Linked DNA regions of Mus musculus: regions 1 and 2 are each linked to region 3. Evidence: chromatin contacts called from public HiChIP or PLAC-seq data. All regions are on one chromosome and are shown on one strand. Each heading gives the region's core, a stretch centred on a gene start, on an enhancer-like site or on the middle of the called end of the contact. The rest is flanking DNA. Distances are from core to core; before and after follow the strand shown. Region 1 has its middle 17 kb from the start of Krt20. Region 2 has its middle 7.1 kb from the start of Krtap3-1. Region 3 has its middle 14 kb from the start of Krt14.

What was found. HiChIP or PLAC-seq counts read pairs in DNA pulled down with a chosen protein or histone mark.
Region 1: an HNF4G HiChIP or PLAC-seq map of pancreatic cancer cells shows a contact between it and region 3. The contact joins two enhancer-like sites. A contact is called at or near these places in 3 of 15 datasets of contacts at CTCF or cohesin (the NIH/3T3 cell line, embryonic stem cells and large pre-B cells), 2 of 484 Hi-C or Micro-C datasets (embryonic stem cells and nephron progenitors), 2 of 115 datasets of contacts at active chromatin or transcription factors (astrocytes and pancreatic cancer cells) and 1 of 9 other capture datasets (embryonic stem cells).
Region 2: a contact with region 3 is called in an HNF4G HiChIP or PLAC-seq map of pancreatic cancer cells. The contact joins two enhancer-like sites. A contact is called at or near these places in 10 of 39 promoter capture datasets (the C10 cell line, the HPC-7 cell line, cranial neural crest and 6 more), 2 of 115 datasets of contacts at active chromatin or transcription factors (astrocytes and pancreatic cancer cells) and 2 of 9 other capture datasets (embryonic stem cells and liver).

The regions. Positions count from the first base shown.
Region 1 is chr11:99,453,338-99,457,940 of GRCm38.p6, reverse strand. No RefSeq gene overlaps it. Among named protein-coding and RNA genes, the nearest start is that of Krt20, 17 kb to the right of the region's middle. Within about 2 kb of position 2,985, at least 22 of the 459 cell types and tissues checked have an H3K27ac peak or open chromatin away from gene starts, as enhancers often do. A contact at or near this core is called in pancreatic cancer cells, where this site is marked.
Region 2 is chr11:99,571,672-99,575,794 of GRCm38.p6, reverse strand. No RefSeq gene overlaps it. Among named protein-coding and RNA genes, the nearest start is that of Krtap3-1, 7.1 kb to the right of the region's middle. Within about 2 kb of position 1,449, at least 17 of the 459 cell types and tissues checked have an H3K27ac peak or open chromatin away from gene starts, as enhancers often do. A contact at or near this core is called in pancreatic cancer cells, where this site is marked.
Region 3 is chr11:100,219,314-100,223,617 of GRCm38.p6, reverse strand. No RefSeq gene overlaps it. Among named protein-coding and RNA genes, the nearest start is that of Krt14, 14 kb to the right of the region's middle. Within about 2 kb of position 1,692, at least 10 of the 459 cell types and tissues checked have an H3K27ac peak or open chromatin away from gene starts, as enhancers often do. A contact at or near this core is called in pancreatic cancer cells, where this site is marked.

The DNA of each region.
Region 1 (4,603 bases), core at 1,736-4,235, 770 kb after region 3:
TCCTCCTATAGGATCGCCCTACTCCTCAAATTCTTTCAGCCTTCCCTAATTCAACAACAGGGGTTAACTGCTTCTATCCATTAGTTGGGTGCAAATATCTGCATCTGACTCTTTCAGCTGCTTGTTGGGTCTTTTGGGGGGTGGAGTCATGATCGATCCCTTTTTGTGAGCACTACATATCCTCAACAACAGTGTCATGCCTTGGGACCTCCCCTTGACCTGGATCCCACTTTGGGCCTGTCACTGGACCTTCTTTTTCTCAGGCTCCTTTCCATTTCCACCCCTGTAATTCTTTCAGACAGGAACAATTATGGGTCAGAGGTGTAACTGTGGGATGGCAACCCCATCCCTCACTTGATGTCCTGTCTTCCTGCTGGATGTTGGCTCTATAAATTCCCTCTCCCTACTGTTGAACATTTCATCAAAGGTCCCTCCCTGTGAGTCCTGGGAGCCCCTCACCTCCCAGGTCTCTGGTGCACTGGGGGGGGGGTGTCCCCTAACCTCCCATTTCCTGAGGTTGCCTGTTTACCTTCTTTCTGCAGGCTCTCGGGGCTTCAGTCCTTTTCCCTCACCCAATACCAGATCAGGTTTCCCCCTCCCCATCTCCTTTCCCTCCCAAGTCCCTCCCTCCTTCCCCACTTATGATTGCTTTCTTCTCTCTCCAAGTGGGACTGAAGGATCCTCACTTGGGCACCTCAGCTTATAGAGCCTTTTGAATTCTGTGGACTATAACTTGTGTGTTCTGTATGGGGTTTTTGTTTTGTTTTTGTTTTTGTTTTGGCTAATATCCACTTATTAGTAAGTACATACCATGCATGCCCTTTTGCGTCTGAGTTACCTCACTCAGGATGATATTTTCTAGTTCCATCCATTTGCCTGCAAAAGTCAAGATGTCCTCATTCTTAATAGAGGAGTAGTACTCCATTGTGTAAATGAATCACATTTTCTGTATCCATTCTTCTGTCGTGGGACATCTAGGTTTTTTCCAGCTTCTGGATATCACAAATAAAGCCACTATGAACATAGTGGAACACGTTCCCCTGTAGCATGGTGGGCCATCTTTTGGGTATATTCCCAAGAGTGGCATAGCTGTGTCTTCAGGTAGATCTATTTCCAATTTTCTGAGGAACCTCCAGATTGATTTCCAGAGTTGTACCAGTTTGCAATCCCACCAGCAATGGAGGAGTGTTCCTCTTTCTCCACATCCTCTCCATCATGTGTTGTCACATTAGGTTTTGATCTTAGCCATTCTAACTGGTGTAAGGTGGAATCTCAGGGTTGTTTAGATTTGCGTTTTTCTGATGACTAAGGACTTTAAACATTTTTTTAGGTGCTTCTCAGCCATTCGAGATTCCTCCATTGTGAATTCTCGGTTTAGTTCCATACCCCATTTTTGATTGGGTTCTTTAGGGTTTTGGTGATTAACTTCTTGAGTTCTTTATATATTTTGGATAAAGCGCTTGCTAGCTAGATGGTAAGACCCTATTGCTGCAGACACCATACATGTCAGCTGCAGGATATAAAGAAAACAACGTGAACTGGGCAAGAAAGCTTCCATATTGTAATGTCAACCTATTAAGCAAGATGCGCTCATGGATGAAATAGAGCCATGGCTGTCATGCTGGTAACCAGCTGCTTTCTGACTGGACTGGAGGCCTGCTTTGCAGAGAGAAATCTGTGCCTGTTAGTGGAAAACTTCTCCAAGTCCCACGGCTGGGGAGGAGGTCATGGGCCCTTGATAGAACTAACTATTGCTAAGTGGCCATACTGTCAAGCTGCCTTCTAAATACTTAACGTTTGTGTCCATGGATGTGTATTGTCTCTGACTTTGATCAAAAAGCTTCTTAATGCAATGAGTGGTGAAAAATGCAGACTCACAACTGACCGAAGTGCTGAGAATAAGTAAGTGTCTGTGAGCGCTCACCCTAAATGGGACATTTATATCAGCACCCCATCATCTCCATGCCCAACCCTCAGGGAACATTGCAGCAGAGGAGGCAGAAGCTGGAGGGTGGGAAAGAGAGAAACACTGGGGAATGCTGTATTCTGGTCATTGCATTACAATGTGGGAGGGGCTTACAAGTCCTCACTCAAGCTGAGAAGCTAATGAAGGAATGTTAGTTTTCCTTAGGGCAAGTGGACCATGCTACCAGACAGAAGAACTGGCAATGTCGAACAGGTTTTCAAACCCAGGGGAATCTCAGAATTGAGAACAGCAGGCATGGAGCCAATACTCTGCCCAAGTACCTGATCTGGAACACATAACCCTGACACCCCACTGAGAGGACCATGACAATGGGCCACATAGCATAAAAACCTGAAGTTTGGGCTGGAGAGATGGCTCAGTGGTTAAGAGCACCGACTGCTCTTCCAGAGGTCCTGAGTTCAATTCCCAGCAACTACATGGTGGCTCACAACCATCTGTAATGGGGTCTGGTGCCATCTTCTGGTGTGTCTGAACAGAGCAATGGGAGTGTATTCATATGCATTAAATAAATAAATAAATAAATAAATAAATAAATAAATAAATAAATCTTAAAAACAAAAACAAAACACAAAAACCTGGAGATCTCCATGCTAATGAAGTATCTAGATAGGTCCCAAGTGTTCAGACCATGAGCCTCCCATCCTGGACATTCCCTGCTTCACCCTGAGTACGATGTATGAATTCACATCCAGCATCAAAGAAAAGAGTTTGGATGAGCAAGGACCATCTCCCTCATCAGGGTTCACTGCAGGGGAGACCTTGCCATAAAGAGCTATGCCTAAGTCTCCCAGAAAAGGCCTTGATTCTTGGGTTCCTCGGCTAGGAGTAAATTTCAGCCATTTATTTCTAATCTGAGCCATATGGCTAGGACACTTCTGCTGTATTCTGATAGAAAAGAAAGCAGTTAATGTGTAAACTTTCACCCACACGAAACTATTCTGAATGGGCCGGCTGACTCACTGGCTCAGCCCATGGTCACAGAGCAATGGACCGTGAAGGAAGGTGGGGCTGTTTAGACGTCGATTGAGGAACATTTTGTCCCTGTGATGAGTGGTCTTCCATTGATTTCCTGTTTCTCATGCATTGTTGACTCAGAGTCTTCCGGGTCCATTTTCATGCTGTTATATCGTGGCTGTAAAGATGTTGCAGTGATGGGGAAAGGGGAGAGAACGTAAGCTCGTTTAATACCTCCCTAATCCATTACTCTCTTATGCCTGCAGGTAACAGTAAGGACGCGATTTGCTGAGTGTGAGCGCTCTACATAGTTTTCAGGGCCAAAAATAGATGCAAAAGCTTTGTCCAAACAAAAACAACAAAAAAACCAAAAAACAGCTTTGTCCAAAAATAGCTAGGAGATTCAACACAGCAGAACTATCAGTCAAGATTCAGAGATTCATATATACTCACAAAGCTGACCCGAGAGAGGAATGCAGATGATGGGTTAGAAACTCTCTATCCCTCCCCTCCTCCCTTCCCGACTTTTATAACTAAAATAGCCATGTCATTCATTACATGGCTGAATAAAATGTGTCCCCATCTAGTGTCTGCCTGGCATTTTTTTTCTTCTAAATATCGAATCCTTCTAATCAAGAAAAGTCTTACTAGATGCCGCTGATTCCAGAGAGGGCTAAGCAAAGTCCACCTTTGGTCTGACTGTGATAAAAAAAAGGTTTACCTAATCTACGATAAGGGTATGTACTGCACAAACATGGTTACAGGGGAGAGTGCATGGTCTCGTCAAAGACAAGCTTCCCCAGACATCTGACTCACCACAGGTCCTGTTAGAGTCAGACTTGGGAGGTGCAGGGGAGACCCAGGGAGACACTAAGGATGAGAGCAAAGCCCTGTCCCTTGAGGTACACACTAGCAACAGGGAGAGACTAAAGATGGCTTCTCTCAACTCAAGAAGAACGATGACCAAAGTGTGGACAATTTGCCCCTTCTTAGAATTGGGAACAAAACACCCATGGAAGGAGTTACAGAGACAAGGTTTGGAGCTGAGACGAAAGGATGGACCATCTAGAGATTGCCATATCTGGGGATCCATCCCATAATCAGCTTCCAACCGCTGACACCATTGCATACACTAGCAAGATTTTGCTGAAAGGACCCTGATATAGCTGTCTCTTGTGAGACTATGCCGGGGCCTAGCAAACACAGAAGTGGATGCTCACAGTCAGCTATTGGATAGATCACAGATCCCCCAATGGAGGAACTAGAGAAAGTACCCAAGGAGCTGGGGGGATCTGCAACCCTATAAGTGGAACAGCAATATGAAATAACCAGTACCCCCCGGAGCTCGTGTCTCTAGCTGCATATGTATCAGAAGATGGCCTAGTCGGCCATCAGTGGAAAGAGAGGCCCATTCTTCTCTCTCTGTGCTAAATCTGTGTGTGTGTGTGTGTGTGTGTGTGTGTGTGTGTGTGTGTCTGTCTGTCTGTCTGTCTGTCTGTCTGTCTCTGTGTCTGTCTGTCTCTGTGTGTGTCTGTCTGTCTCTGTCTCTCTCTGTTTCTCTGTGTGTGTGTGTCTGTATGTGTGTCTCTGTGTGTGTCTATCTTTGTCTCTGTCTCTCACTACACTGTTCTTGTAGACAGACAGACACACACACACACACAG
Region 2 (4,123 bases), core at 200-2,699, 650 kb after region 3:
AATAAAAGGAAGGCTACTGTTTAATCGCACTGGGTCAAGACAAGCTATACCCTGATGTGAGGATGGATGTTTCCAAACAGCATTTTCAGTTGCACTCTGGGTTAATTCATCCCATTAGAAATACTCATCTTGGATATCGGAGCCAATTGGGGTCACTAGCTGAATGACTTTAAGATAATAGTATACAGTTATTTTATTACTCTCCCAAATTGGTCTGCTCAGAAGGAAAAAAATGTGAGCTAAATGGGTAATGTACCAGCATCCTGGCTAGTTTCATGTCCTTCGTAATGGTATCCATCTTCAAGGATTGCCCTCTCAACTGTCAAAATTCTGGATTGATTATCCTAATACCTGAGGGAACAGCAAGCAGCTCCTACTAAGGCCTTCTACTTCTTGTCATTTGGCTGAAATTTGTTCTTTGGGTCTGTGCACAAACGTGGGAATTGTCACAGTTGTCAAATGTGGTTATTTCTATTAAACATCCACAGACTGAGGAGACAGACCGTAGACCACCGTGTTTCAGCTGAAGACTAAGATTCCTTCATTCACTGCCCACTGGGCTTATTAACCTGCATCACCAGACCCAACTCCAACATAAGTTTCTGGAACCCTTAGCTCTAATATACGTGTCTATAATGTATTATTAGACAATCATTATATATTATATAATGTTGTATATATATATGGCTGACATAGGATAGGCTTACTGGCCAGCCAGTCTATTTGAGTTTCACTTTCAGTAAGAGATCTTTGTCTCAAAAAATAAGATGAAGTGTGGTAAAGGCAGACACTCCACATTAACCTCTGGTCTCCACATACACTCACACATATGTACATGTGCACAAGACAGGCATATGTAAAACAAAACAAAACAAAATAATACAATACAATACAATACAATACAATACAATACAAACATGAGTACCACTTTAGGAAGAGGCAATGACGTAAGGAACAGAGTCAGGCCTGTCATCTCAGCCCTCCAAAAGCTCAATCAGAAAAACTGCTTTGAGTTTCAGGCCAGCCTGGTCTACAGTGTGAAACCCTGTCTCAAAAAGAAAGCCAGAGAGCCAGTGAGATAGCTCAGCAGACAATGTACTTGACACCCAGGCTTGACAACCTGTGTTTGAGCTCCAGGAGCCACACAGTGGAAGGAGAGAATCGACTCCTGAAAGTTGTCTTCTGACCTCCACAAGTGCATACTCACACATAAACAGGATAGGAGGGGGCGGGGGGGGGGGAGGAGAGAGACTAAGACAGATAGACAGACAGATAGGTAGAAGATAGATGTAATTTAGAGAGAGAAAAGAAACTAGAAGTCAATGATGTGTGGAGATTCAGGATATCTAAGGATGACTGTCTTGAATTTCTCAGCTCCTCCATTCTGACCTCTGTGGCAATCTCTGAGATGCCTGTAGTGGTACTCAGTAAACCTCTTTGTTGCTCTGCCAGTGGCTGTGCTAGACTTGACCACTAGGGGGCAAGAGAGGAAAACCGCGCCGTCTGCAGAGTAGGGTCCTGTCCCTTCCTCTTTACTGTTTTCTGCTTACTCCTTTGTCAGCTGGTGCCAGCGTTATCACCTCAGATTCGCTGCCTCGATCCAGCAGGCACGCATCCTTGCCCTGGCAGTACCTGGGTTCCATTTGTAGTTCTCTCCACTCTATAGAACTAACTCCACTGCTCTTTTCAGCCCATGACACGAGCTAAGCCTGCCACACCTTTCCCAAAATGCGTTTCACTCTTCAGGGTAACATCCTCTCTAACTCTGTATGTTTTCTTTTTCCTTCTTTCTTTTTTCCTTCTTTCTTTTAAAATGCACATGTTCTGCATTTACTAAACTTATGATGTCGTAGGAGTTTCTTTAAACCTTTTTAATCACCTAACCAACAACTTAGTTAAAAATTGTTTTAAATTAATTCAATGCAAATCATGTGTGTAGTTCATGTCTCCTGACTAAGCCCTGTTACATTTGCCTCCTTTAAAAAAATTAAAATTATTTAGTGAACTATTCACTCAGACTTACACTCACTCCTTTTGGTTGCTCGTCAGAGCTGATTGTGGGGAACATGGAACATATTAGTCTCTACTTTAGAGAAAACACCTAGGGAATCACATTCGGGCAATACTGAATCTAGTTTAGACACTAGAAAGATTGCCAGCCCCACTGAACGTGGTAGCTAAGAAATCTCCCCATTTCTATAGAAACTTTCTTATAGGAAGAGGATAATATCCAGGAAGACCCTCTGTTGACTCCTGAGATGCCCAAACCACAGCTCTAATAGAAGAAACCAGAACCCACTCTGCTCTTTAAATGCCAATGGGCAAAAATCATTTTTAGAAGTCAAAGGACATAGAGCAATTTGGGGAAATTCTGAAGGCAGAGACTGTGAATCATCACATCCACTGAAGCATGGAAGCTTTGGGTGAAGCTAAGGATTTGAGAGCTAAGCAGAGTCGTTTATGTAAGCGTAACAAATGCTAATCCACAGCAGTAAGTGTGACTGCACATAGGGCCTGTTCCTTTCTAAGCGAAATCTCCATTGTGTGTTAACAATACTGTGGGAGGAAGGAGTAACAGGGGATCTCCAGCGAAGCTGGCATCAGGAATGATGAGGGAGTTTGAGAAGAGCTAGAAGTGACAGCGTGTGGGAGTGACGGCTGAGAAGGGCGCAAAGCAGACAGACGGGGTCCGAGGTTCTTCACGACGGAGGTGACAAGGAAGACAAAATGATAGACGTTTGACCTAGCACTCAGAACGTACAAGCTTCGTGTTTTTAAACCTTATTCAAACACTCACTGTTTAGTGAGCAGAGAGGACCTGGATAAACGAAACGGCAGAAAGGCCAGGGAGAGAGTAAAGCTGGGTTTGGGAGGATGCCGGCGTCTCCGTTGATGTGTTGGCATGCGCTAAGCGAAACAAATAACTTGAGTGGTGTTTCCACTGTAGGCAGGACACAGAAGAAGATGATGAAAGGAGTCAGGAATCCCAAGTTCAAACTCAAATCTACTCTCTGGCTGACTGTAGATGGGTCTCAGAGATCCTCTGAAGCCATTTTTAAACCATTGTTTAGGGAGAGTTCAATGTCTCGAGAACTACTGTGAGCACCACTAAAATACTCAATAGGTTATTTTCCCTGCTTCCTTCATTCAAATCTATGTCTTTTGGAGGAGGAAAAAAAACCCAACTCTTTAGAGTATTGTGAGGACAGAAGACACCAGACACTCGGGTGTGGGTGAGAAATAGCTGTGCCAACAAGAAAGGAGATTAACTCGAGTAATTTCTCATTGAGTGATTGGCCCTTTATCCAATTAATCTACTCCTAAAAACCAAACGCATACCCAGGCACGATGGCACAAGCCTATAATCCAACACTCAATACTCACAAGGCTGAAGAATGGGCACTGCCAGCCCAAGGCAAGCCTGGGATTCTGAGTGAATCCTTATCTCCAAAGAAAAAAAAAATATCACACCACTCCTAGTACTCGTGGGAATGTTCTCTGGAACGTTCTCCTCGCACAGTGTTCCTTCCTTCCTTTCCGCTCTTTTCTTTCTTCACACCCGATCAAGAAGCCAAATTCCCTCTCACTGACCAACTAGAATATGAACAGTTCCCTCCTCTCTCATACCCTAACTACATTGCCTAAGTGTATTGAAATGACATCCTTTCTATATAAGTCGTAAGGGTTAATGACATCCGAGGGACAGAGAAGTGGTAGTCAAGCTCACAGAGAATATGGGAGCCAGCTGCTTCTTTCTGGTTAACCTGTCCACACATAGGTAACATCACAGGACTCCAGCAGGGCGAGGCAAAGAGACATCAGCCCTTCTGGAGAAGGCAGGGCCTCCACTGACTTGAAAGGTTTGGATGAAGACTGATAAAGACCTTCCACAAGTGAGACACCACGGAGCTAAAACCTCAACTTTACCTCAGGCTCCCCATAGGGGACAGAAAGAATAATAAAAGAGCCCCGGTTCCCCCACTCCTGTTCAACAACATTCTTAATATAGACCTGACAGTGAGGAAAATCGTTATCCAGTTACTAAATTGAAATCTATTATTGAGATATTTAAATTTATAATTAGTCTATAGTAGCCTTTAAAACTACATGTGTGCACACACAC
Region 3 (4,304 bases), core at 443-2,942:
AATATCTCGTTAGGCTTGCTCTCTGAGATGTAATCACTAAAGGAACAGATAGAAATGTTTCAAGGTTTGTAGTTTGTATTGCCAAACTATTTTCAAGAGGCATTGTGCCAATCCAAATATTTACCATCAGGCAGGCAATGGGAAGGTCCAGTTCAAGACACGCCAGCCAACTTTGAGCATTGTCTCGTGAGAGCTTCCTAAATGAAGTGATGCACCCATCTCTTTTAGAGATGACATCGTTCAGAGACCCTTACACAGAGACACAGACTTGTGCTGTTGAACAGCTCCTGGCCTGGTGCACATGTTTGGAATGGGATGTCAGCACACAGGGTGTGGATCCCATGTTCCCCGTGTGTGGGAGCTGTTGGAAAGAGTGGTTGGTGCTACTATGCTCAAATGGTTTGCCTCTGATCTGTGGACCCATGGGAAATTCATGAGAAAGGCTGCCCCTACACAGATAAGGAAGCTGAGGTGTGTATTTGCTGGTTTTGCTTTATTATGATAAATCACAGGATGCTATGCAACTTCACAAAGCCATTTGTTTTGGCTCATGGCTTCAGAGGCTCAGAGTCCCATTGGCTCAGCCTCTGGTGATGACCTTCTTGTAGGTAGAATCCCAAAGTGGCATAGGGCATCACTTGATAGGACACACAGGAGTGCCAGTGCTTATCTGTTTATCTTGTCTCCTCTTTTTTTTCTTCTGTAGCCACCAGGATTCAATAATGACCTTATTTTAATGGATTCACTTTGCAAAGATGCCCCACCTCCCAACACTGTAGTTGGGTTTAAGTGTCCACCTTCCTGATACCATAGAAATAACTGCAGGAGTTGGGTTCCTGCCTAAGATCCTGGGGGAGAGAGGTGTCATGAACTGTATTCAAATCACAGCAAGGCCCAAGATAATCAAGAGGGGCTGGGAGGAGTAGTATTCTTGGGGCTCAGCAGTAGGTAAAACTCCTTGAAGATCAGGGGTGGCATTTTCCTTGCCCATTGCTACATTTTGCAAACATAAAACAGTTGCCTTTTAAGGCAAAATGGGAAGGAAATTCAGTTGGTAGAGTGCTTGCGCAGTATGCCCAAAGCTCTGGGTTCTGTTCTCCAATACCACACAAATCAGGACTCCAGTGGTGGAGGCAAGAGGATTAGAAGTCCAAGGTCACCTTGGCTTTGTGATTTGAGGTCAGCCTGGAGTACAGGAGACCCTATCTCAGCAAACACACCATGCACAGACACAAATAATACCCAGCGATATTAAGACAGAAATAGTGCCTTGATTCTAGGAGCTTCTCTTAGACAAGGGACCTGACAATCTACCTGGAAATGCCTGCTGATCCAAGTCCCATATCAGCCCTGGCTGCTTCTTGAGCTTCCCGGTCAGGATGGAGAGACTCACGGTGTACCTTGTCACTTGTCCAGTTTGAACACACCCTCAGATTCCTTATGCCTGAGTTAGTGTCAAGGTTTGTGAAACACTGTTTTAGATAATTGCTAAGACAATGGCTAGTGCAAGAGTTAATGATAGCCCGCAACTCTCCCCCGCTGATGCAAATCAATTAGTGGTTAGCGTGTGAGGTTTACTTTCTTTGGGCTTTTTGTTTCCAAGAGCTATAAAAAGTTCAGTGTTTCTTCCCAGTGTCTGAGAGAAGCAATTTCTTATGCTAGACCGCCCACTACTGTGGTTTAAGCCTCTGACGCTCTCTGAAGACAAACACAGAGGAAGCAGGCGAAGCTTGGTGTTTTGTTAGTCAACCAGCTACATTAGACTTTATCTAGCAAGTATGGGCGGGCTCCTTGGGCCATGGGTGGGGCTAAGCCGAGGAGCTTTGGTTAAAAGTCTGCTCTCTCAGGCTGTCATGGAACCTTCTCAGAGGAGTTTCTGTCAGGGAGGCTCATTGTATGGGCACAGGGTAGCCTCCATGGGAGGAAGATAATGCTGTAGAAGACAAGTACTGTTTTGAGTCCTGAGGGATGGCATTCTTGACCTGGCCCTTCCTCTACTGTTATCTGGGTTGCTATGGAGACAGACATAGGTGTAGCTCTACTCCCAACAGTTGAATGTTTCTGATGGGATCTTGTGCAGATAAAGGGGTGACAGGCAGATACCAGCACTTCTGGAGACTTCCTTTCCAATTTTACCTCTTGTTGACACATCTGGCCTCAAGGGTCCTTCTTCTTCCTCCAGTTATTAAGCTGTTACACATAAAGTGGATGCCTCTCTCCTTTCCTTCATTTCTCTATGGCAAAATAGAAAATATAAGAAAAACACTTTTCTATCTCTTAGTGCTCAGAGTTTTAAGTTCCCTTAGAGTATTTTCTAGCTGCATTATACATGGTATGTGTGGAAGATAATTTTTCAAATTGCACAAGTGCTACCTTTAATGTTAAGTTTATAGAAAGGTGGTGGTGGTGGTGGTGGGGTGCTGGAGAGATGGCTCAGCAGTTAAGAGAACTGGTTACTTTTCCAGAGTTCCTGAGTTCAATCCCCAGCAACCACATGGTGGCTCACAAGCATCTATAATGGGATCTGATGCCCTCTTCTGGTCTGTGTGGAGACAGCGACAGTGTACTCACATATAATAAGTAAATAAACAAATATTTAAAAGTTAATAGAAAAAAATAAGTGCCAAAGGATGTAGGAGCCAGGAGCTGTGGCACACCCACCACCCCAGCTACTCAGGAGGCTGAGGCAGGAGGATCACTTGAGCTCTAAGTTGTTTGCTTGGTTCATTGAGTTGGTTTGATGTTTTTGCTTTCTTTTTCTTTAGAGGGGCTGAGGATTGAACTGAGAGACTCATGCATGCTGAGCAAGCACTAGATCCAGTATTTGCCTGTTTGATTGATTGTTTTTAATCGGGGACTCACCGTGTAGCCCAAACTGGCCTTCAACTCAAGATTTTCCTACCTCTGCCTCTCAAATGCTGCAGTTACAAGAACCACGATACCTGTCTTTGCAGCCTTTTTAAATTTGGAAATTGATGTGGTATTCAATAAGTAAATTCCCCCTTTCCATCTTTAGTATTTTGGGGGACAAGGTGTCATGTAGTTGAGGCTAGCCTCAGACTCTGATCTGCTGGGGATGGCCTTGAACTCCTGAACCTCCTGCTTCCATCTCTTAAGTTTTGAGATTAGAGATGTGTATCATCCCGCCTCATTAGCTAATTCTTTAGTTTTTAAAATTTTTTATTTAATTTCTTTCTCTTTTCTGTTTTCTCTTTTATGGTGTGTGTGTGTGTGTGTGTGTGTGTGTGTGTGTGTGTGTGTGTATGTGTGTGTGTGTGTGTGTATTAATGAGGCTTATTAGCTAATTTGGGCTACACAGTGAAACTCTGGTTCCAAAACCCAATCAAACACTGAGTGCGGTACTTACTTAGCATATACGAGGCTCTTGCCTCAATCCTCAGAACAAAAATAAAACAAAACCACCAAAACCAAACCAGTTATCCAACCAAACAAAAACCCAGCCAAAACCAAAACCAAAAGCACTTTGCCTGAGCTATCGGCTTCCCAATTTAAAAATATTTGTTTTAAAATTTATGTGTATGAATGTGCCTGTATCTGAGTATAAGTGTGTGCCAGTGGAGGGCAGAAGAGAGTGTCAAATTCCTTGGAACCCTAGTTACAAGTGTAAGCTGACCAATGGGGGCTGGGAACTGAACTTGGGTCCTTTGCAAGAACAGCAAGGATTCATAACTGCCCAGCCATCTCTCCAGTCCCTGTCCAGTCAATAGAGCCAGTTTATAATTTGTCTTGTGCTCAAATAAGATGACTATATAACTGGAAAACGATAACTCAGGGAAGAAAATAACCCAGAATGTAGACCTCGCAGAAGGAGGTCTGGAGGCATTGGAGTGAGTGAGGCCATCGTGGGCTTGGCCCCTGAGTATGAGCATGGCAGATCCTGTGCTGCTCTGAGTGTGTTTTTTTACCTGTATGTCTCCAGTATGAAAACCTAAAGGATTAGGGTTAGGGATTCAAGGCTACAGTAGGTGGGCAAAGCAAGCACTTGCTTACTCCTTTTACTCGCTCTCTATTTTGACAGTTTCTCAGATGGCCCCACCCATTATTGCCTCATTTGAGTCTTGCAACGAGGCTCCAGATAGACATCTGTGTTGTGGCATTTAATGCTGAGCTGGAGCAAGCACCTCTTCCCTGTTGGCACGGTCAAGTTTCCTTGCCGGCTCACATAAGCCTGATTCATCCCATTTTACAGGTGGGGAAACTGAGGCTCAAAGAGGTGGGGCAACTTAGCCTAGAGTTCATGACTGGTAGATGAGGTGACAGGAAAGTCCCCAGGTGAACTGACC